Regions from separate parts of the Sus scrofa genome. Here region 2 is linked to region 1. The links are chromatin contacts, called in public promoter capture Hi-C maps. All regions are on one chromosome and are shown on one strand. Each heading gives the region's core, a stretch centred on a gene start, on an enhancer-like site or on the middle of the called end of the contact. The rest is flanking DNA. Distances are from core to core; before and after follow the strand shown. Region 1 holds the start of SETDB1 (histone-lysine N-methyltransferase SETDB1). Region 2 holds the start of ARNT (aryl hydrocarbon receptor nuclear translocator).

Region 1 (4,035 bases), core at 425-2,924:
ACTTATTAATACTTCACAGTTACATGAAACAGCAGGTCTTTACCAAGTGCACTCCTAGATGATCCTACTACAAAATCAAAACAATTAATTGTTCTGATGTAGAGTGAAGGATAAAGAAGGGAAATGGACTTAAGACTTGGACTTCTAAAAAAAAAAAAAAAAAGACTTGGACTCCTCTATTGCTAATCATATATTAGCCTCTGATAGATAAACATTATATGGGTGGTATGAGGTCAGATTTTGGCCCCTAACCTTTGGGGAAGGGTAAGGTTTTACACATCTGTACCTTCTGAAGTATAAAGTGCACAATGTCATCAATAATTATGGACAGATTTCCTTCTATTTCTCAAAAGGTCCTTACTTGGATGCATCATCAAAGAGCTGGTCAACATGGGCCACCTCGGATTCCTTCTGTATTACCCAAGTCTCCAACTCTGCTAGTTGCTTCTTGCGCTGCTGTACACAGTCCATCTTTTCCAATTCTTCATCAATGAACTGTCGAAGTTCTTCCATAGAGATACCCAGTTCCTCAACGACTGCCTGTTGCAGCTCTGCAATTTCTTCAGACTCCATTGCAGCTGCTGCTGCATCCAAACCAATGCACCCAGGGAGGGAGGACATACTGTTGTCCTCTATATAGAGAGCAGGAAACTAAAATTACTATAACGACAATACAGAATTTCAGTGACCTAACAAAACTCATTTCTACTCTGCTATTTGTTACTCAAATATATATAGGTAGGTTTGATTCCATGTTCTTTCTCCCCATTCTCCAGTGTCTGAAGCTGAGATTTTGCAGTTCTCACCTCTTGCAGGCTAGACTACAGACCTGAATAAAACGAAAAAGTTTGAGAGGGCGTGGAGAACACATATTACGCAACAGGGAGCTATCTAAAATGTTTTAGGAAACTGAAGAGAATCAACATATCGAAGAGATTTCTGTGACCTGTGTTCTTTAATTAACTAATTTGATATATCCCTGTTTGCACACCATGACTAACCTGAGTAAATATCCCCACCTGGAGCAGAGGATTTGGTCTGTAACTCAATAATTTCTTTTTAATTACTTTTCCCCCTACATTACTTTGCTTTCACATGGCAATTTACATTTTTAAAAAGTCTGTAATACTTAAGCAGACAAAAGCTTGCAGCAAAGAGGTTTCCCCAAAGTGAAAAGAAATAAAACAATTTGGGAATAAAAAATGTGGCTGCCTCAAATCGTCAATTCAAACGCCCCCACACTTTGGTGTTAACTGCTTTCCTGATCAAACGGTTCAAACAAAACTGACGCCAGAATGCCGCGCGACCCCAGTGCCAATTTTCACCGTCTCCATTTTTCTTTTGCCCACACGCCGCCCCACCCCCGTGTTACTCATTTTAGGGGTGCGTCCCACCCACCCGCGAACCCAGCTCAACCCCGCCCCCGATAGTCTCTCAGGGAAGACTTCCTACCCATCCTCACCCGACCTCCCACCACAAACAAACCATTCGAGATAAGCCCTTGGTCTCCAAATACCTCAATTAACAGTGTTTCCCACACCTCCCTGCTTCCAGCTACGATGGCTCTTTCTCACCGACCAGACCCCACGATTCAGGGGTCGGCCTCGGTAGGAAAGAACGAAACCGAAGGGAAAAGGGAGCAGGGGGAGGGGAAGAAGCGTGAGGGAGGGAAGGGGAAGAAAAAAAAAAAAAAAAAAAAAAAGACGCCGGAAGCAAACCTGAGGCGCTGTTCCGGTCGCCACGACGGTAGCCTGACGGGGTCAAATTCAAAGAGGCAGGGCGCCCCTAAAAGGGTGAGAAACGCCGCCTAATACGCATGCGTCAAAGCGGAGCCTCCCGGAGCACACGTGAGAAGAGTCTGGCTAAAGTAGGCGTGGCCTGGGGTGCATTGCAGAAGCTCCGCCTCTTCCACCACTCCAAGTGGTGGCAGTATTGCCAAGAGCCAAAAAGGATGAAAAGTTGTCTTTTTGGCAGTTGCACAATATTTCATAATATGACATAATAACCCATATTTTGAAATCTAGTTTTCAGTTTTTAGCCACTACAAATCACTCAGCAATAAACATTAAAATGGAGTTCCCCCTGAGGCTCAATGTGTTAAGAATCCTGGGTTAGGAATCCAGCTGGGGCAGCTGGGGTCGCTGTGGAGCTACTTAGAAACCCAGGCGGATGAGTTGCCCTGCCATAATGAGAGAACGCTAGAGGGTCTCGCGCTGGCAATTAAAGTGACTCTGGGCACTTTAATTTACAACTCATTGGTTGGAAATGAGTCATAAGGCCCTACCCAAACACAGAGGGGCCAGGAAGAACATTCACTCCAGGGAGGGAGAACCAGATGTATTTGATGAATCAGCACTGTTGACTACCACGGAATCTCGTCATTGCTTTAATCTGCCCAGCTATCTTTACACTAACTGCACCTAACTTCATTAAAAAAATATATAAACCTGGGGAGTTCCCGTAGTGGCTCAGTGGTTAACGAATCCAACTAAGAACCATGAAACTTCGGGTTTGATCCCTGGCCCCACTCAGTGGGTTAAGGATCCCACATTGTGGTGAGCTGTGGTGTAGGTCTCAGACGCAGCTTGGATCTAGCATTGCTGTGGCTCTGGTGTAGGACAGCAGCTACAGCCCTGATTAGACCCCTAGCCTGGGGACATCCATATGTTGCCGGTGTGGCCCTGGAAAAGACAAAAAGACAAATAAAATAAAATAAAATAAAAAAATCAGTGTTGGAGTTCCCGACATGGCTCAGCAGTAATGAACCCGACTAGTATCCATGAGGAAGTGGGTTTGATCCCTGGCCTCGCTCAGTGGGTTAGGTATCTGGCTTTGTGAGTTGTGGTGCAGGTCACAAATGTGGCTCAGATCTGGCGCTGCTGTGGCTGTGGTGGAAGCTGGCAGCTGTAGCTCCAGTTGAACCCCTAGCCGGGGAACTTCTCTATGCCATGGGTGCAGCCCTAAAAAAACCCCAAAAGAATCACTTTTCTAGACCATCACTCTTTCCCTACAGAGTTAACTCCTCCCTCTGTGGTTCTTTTATCTTAGTTCCTTTCCACTTGTGAGTTATCTATGTGTGTTTTCTCTGCTGGTTTGTGATCAACTCAAGGCTAAGGTCCTGTCTTAATCATCTTTGTTTCCCCTAGCATCTGACATATGGTGCCCCGTTATATCTAATGATTGAAGGAAATCTTTGCTCTGCCCTGATTATTTTTCTGTTAGTTAAATTCTCTTAGTTTTCTGATGTGTGTGTGGGTGGGCTGGGGGTGGAAATGAGGAATGGGGGGTGTTGAAGAGAAGCAGGAGGTTTTGGAGCATCTTATTCCAGCCTGATTTCTTCATTGCTCTGAAAAGCTGAAGCAATCAGTCCAGTAGATCAGCAGTGGGACTCAGGAAGTGTCTTCAGAGGACTTACTACTAAATTACAATCAGGGAGCCTGTTAGAGATCCTAAATCTCTGGTCCCACCAAGTGGGTCCTGAACCAGAATCTGAATTTTTTTTTTTTTTTTTTTTTTGGCTGTGTCCATGGCATACAGAAGTTCCAGGACCAGGGATAAAACCAGTGCCACAGCAGTGACAATGCTGCATCCTTAACCCACTGCACCACCAGAGAACACCAGAATCTGAATTTTAATGAGAACTCCAGGTAATTTGTTTGCTCACTAGAATTTGAGAAGCAGTTGTAGGAAAGACTGGTTTGAGATGTATAGTCCTTCCCAGGACAATATTTAGGGAGACAAGTTCTGGCTTTGTTTTTGTTGAGGACTAAATACTATTGTCAGAGATGATCAGGACCTGATATAAATGATTCACATTATTAAAAATTACAAATTATTGAGATAGACAGCTTATTGCCAGTTTAATAATATAGCATAATAAATAACTGGTGCATCAGTTGGAATGCTCATGTTGCTGCGCTCCGCACGTTGACCCCTGTAATCCGTTGTGATACATTGAAAAATCACAACCACATGCTGTTAATACTTGATCATGAGAAATCATAGCATGGGGACCAGAACCTTGGAATGCCAAAT
Region 2 (3,858 bases), core at 1,221-3,720, 40 kb after region 1:
CAAAACTAAGAAATTAACATTGGTACAACTCTATTTAACTAAACTATATACTTTCCTTTGGATTTCATCAAATTTTCCATTAATGTCCTTTTTGTTTTTTTTGATCCAACCCAGGATCTTGTAAGTAGTCCTCATGTCCTCCAAACTATGACAGTTTTTCTCTTTGTTCATTTTCTTTTCATGATCTTGGCAATTTTAAAGAATACAGATCAGGTATTTTTGCAGACCATACCTCAGTTTGGGTTTGTCTGATGTCCTCCCATGTTTAGGCTGAGGCTATAGATTTGGTGGAAGAACACAACAGAAGTGAGGTGCCCTTCTCATCGCATCATGTCAGGGGTATGTGAAACAAAATACTGACTGCCATATCAGTAAGCAAAGGATTTCACAGTCATTAGCAATTGCAGCCACCTCCAAGGATGAGCCAGTGAACTCTGAGGAAAATTAGGATGTGAAACTGGCCCTATATCAAAGGAATGATTTCAGTGAGCCCAGACCTTTGTATCTTCCCATACACAGAAAAGCTCTAAATTCCTTAATTTCAGATATCTAGTTTTCTGTTATTAACAGTAATCTTTTGTTTATACTAGGTAGGTAGATAGTTCCTACTACTTGCTCTTTGTTGCAAAACTCCTCTATGTCCTAGCTCCTCCCAGCCTCCTCAGAGCAATTTTCTCAGGGTTACTTGAGATGCTGCCTCCAGGGCTTTGGAGTTCTGTCCACCGAATAAAATATAACAATCAACTTTTAGGATGTGCAGATATTTATTTAGTCCTCAATACATAGTTTTAATATAACTTACTATTGGCGAAGTTAACCTTGATTATTTGGGAAAGATGGTATCTGTCAGTTTTCTTCACTGTAACATTACTATTTTCCCCTTTCCATATCCTATTCCTTAAAAGCAAACTCCTAAGCCAAATTCACAATCAAAGGAGGAAAATTAGGGAGTTCCTATTGTGGCTCAGTGGTTAAGGAACCCAACTGGTATTCATGAGGATGTGGGTTCAATCCCTTGCCTTGCTTGTTGGGTTAAAGATCCATCGTTGCTGTGAGCTGTGGTATAGGCTGCAGACACGCCTTGGATCCTGCATTGCTGTGGCTGTGATGTAGGCCGGCAGCTGCAGCTCTTGATTCAACCCCTAGCCTGGGAACTTACATATGCCAAGGGTGTGGCCCCAAAAAGACAAAAAAAAAAAAAAAAAAAGGAGGAGAATTAAGCTCTATCTCCTTGTAAATTTTCACTGCTACTGGTTACACTTCAAGGTACTTTTTTCATCAATGCATTTCTTTTGAGTGAGTGATTTTTCTCTTTTTGGTGAACTGGAAATACAACACAACAAACTGATAGCAAAGAAAATTTTAATTTTAACAAATGTAACAATAATATTCAAAATATGTTAAAATACCTTGGCTGAGTTAAACTATACTGTTAACTGAGAAAAGTGGATCTATGTAATCTTTGTAGGATACATACAAGAATTCAAAGATGCTCAAGAGTGTAATGGGATTTCTGTTAAAATTAGAATTAAATTTCTAATAGACAATTTGTGAAAGATATGTGAAACGGCAGTATGTTGCAGTGCTACACAAAGGGGATGAAGGGAAAATATTCCCAGAGTCAGACTTCTTCAGTTTGCCTCCACCGCTACTTACCAGCTGGGTGTCCATAGTTTAACCTCTTTGCTTCTGTTTCCTTATCTGCAAAACGGAAAAAATAACAGAATCTACCTCACAATGTTGTTATGAGGATTAAATGAAATACTATAAAACGGTTTGGACAGTGTCTGGCCCGAAGTGCTCAATGCTTCCTATTTTTTGAAAATAAATTTGTGCAATATTCATCTTATCAGTTCTCTGCTAAAAACCCGTCACCATGTCCCTTTCATTGATCAGAGGAAGTTATCCCACTCTTAATCAAAATATTTTCTTTATACATTGCCTCTTGTTTTGGCTGCCGATATCTCCCCTACCACACCACAAGCGCCCAGATACTCGAACACCACCAGTTCCATAAAAAGCATTCAAAACTCACTTATCTAACTTTTTTCAGCAGGTACAAAGGTCCTTGAAATAGGAAAAAACTAGGAAGGATTGCAAATCACTAAGTGAAGTTTAAACATATGAGCACCTGAAGAAGATCTACAAAAAAAATTGTCTGCAGAGTGGCCAGCCAGGCGAATCCACCACCCAGCGAAGCTTTTTAGTAAAATTGTTTTTCACTGACGTCACTGGATCTCTGACCTCTAACGCACTAGAGGCGGGATTAAAGAGACAGCTGGACTTCTTCCTTGCCCTCTCTCCTCCTCCGGACCCGCTGGCGGCTCAGTGGCCAGCCCGCCTCCGGTCGATTTGGCATTTCCATTGGCCAGTTTTCCAGAGGAGGCGGGCCTTGGGGGTGACCACGCCTCCTGGGCGGGGTCTCTCCGCCGTAGGGGTTGGGGACGGTGGGGGTTGCTGCAGCCGCCATCTTGGATTCCGCGGTAGCGGTGGCGGCATTACGGCGCCGCGTCTGGGGAGTGGCTCTCCCCTCCCCCTCCCCCCGGTTCGGTGGCGGCGGCTCCTCCCACTGGGGGGGTGGTACAGCGGCGGTGGCATCTGCGGCCATGGCGGCGACTACTGCTAACCCCGGTGAGGAGACGGAGGACTGGTGTGCCTCTAAAGAAGGAGGGGCTGAAGGGGTTGGCAGCTGGGGAGACCCAGGGCTGAGGGGCCGTAGTTGGGGTGAGAGCGCTGGGACGCGCGTAGGCGGTTAGGGGACAGTGGGGGAAGGGAGTGACCTGGGGGAGGGGCCCGACCCTGGGGCACTGGGGAGACCCGAAGTGGAGGGAGGGAGCAGGCGGGTGAGAGTTGGGGAATCCTTGCCCCGAGTTCTGTTGGAGCGGCTCTTGGCGCGGGGCTGGCCCGCCTCCACTCTTGTGGCGGCGTTCTGCTGTGTGGTGTGGTCCTCTTTCAACCCTCTGCCCACTGTGGACCTGCTTGATGCCGAGTAACTGTGGGCAGAGTGGCTCTTTTTACTTTAAAAGTGGTTTGGACTCTTAAGCACTGGACCACGTTGTTGTTTAGCTGAGGTGTGCTTCCAAACGTTTAGGTTATAAAGCCTTGAATTATACTCAATTTCTCTTGAAAAATAAAAAAGCTGTGCCCCTACCCCTCGCCCCGGGGGCTGTCCTTTGAAACTTACATTTGTGTATTAAAGATGCCTCTAGTGTCTGAAGGCGGAGGTTTGTGTAATGCTTGAGTTTCAGGATGAATCTTGCCAACAGCAAGCATCCAGGACCCAAGTTTAATTTGTTAGATGTGGGTCGAAGCAGTTCCCATTCTTTAAGAAAAGTTCAATTTATGCTATATCTCAATGAATATCTCTTCTAAAAGGAGAGCTTGAACATTTCGAAAAAATCTAGTCAGTCATGTCTAAGAGATGGAGTGGCGTGTAGTGCAGCATGTCTAGACAGATCAGGTCTTCACATTCCTAGTCCCAGTCCTCTTTCCACTATGTTACAGTTATTTCTCCCTGGGAAGTATTTCATTTTAGGGATCCCAGTTTACCTTGCTGACCTTGGCCATTTTCCAGAAATCCCTGTCTTTAATAGCCTTAAAAAAGAAGCCAGAGGTGGGGATGAATAATTTGGAAGTACCTTAGTGGGAGGGATTCACTGCCATTCCCTTGTTGAAATTTAAATTTTTTTCCGTGTCTCTGAAAGGGAGTATTATTTTGCAATACCAGGTTTTGCTATTACAGTTGAATCACTGTGAAATTTACTGTCTTTCCTACCATGTTTCTGGGAACAGAAGCTATTTAAAAGGAAGTTAACATTTGTCCACATGGTCAATATCATATTTTTAAATCTTGTTAAT

Evidence for each region. Promoter capture Hi-C pulls out the DNA fragments that hold promoters and counts their contacts.
Region 2: a promoter capture Hi-C map of liver shows a contact between it and region 1, with 4 times the contacts expected there. The contact joins the promoter of ARNT here to the promoter of SETDB1 in region 1. A contact is called at or near these places in 1 of 5 promoter capture datasets (liver), 13 of 47 Hi-C or Micro-C datasets (alveolar macrophages, blood, embryonic fibroblasts and 8 more) and 2 of 2 datasets of contacts at active chromatin or transcription factors (alveolar macrophages and skeletal muscle).

What each region holds. Positions count from the first base shown.
Region 1 is chr4:98,291,396-98,295,430 of Sscrofa11.1, forward strand. It overlaps SETDB1 (histone-lysine N-methyltransferase SETDB1), which reads right to left and starts at 1,675. Exons shown (of 22, transcript XM_005663488.3): 1 at 1,517-1,675; 2 at 362-632. The coding sequence starts at 621.
Region 2 is chr4:98,330,989-98,334,846 of Sscrofa11.1, forward strand. It overlaps ARNT (aryl hydrocarbon receptor nuclear translocator), which reads left to right and starts at 2,471. Exons shown (of 22, transcript NM_001315687.1): 1 at 2,471-2,631. The coding sequence starts at 2,607.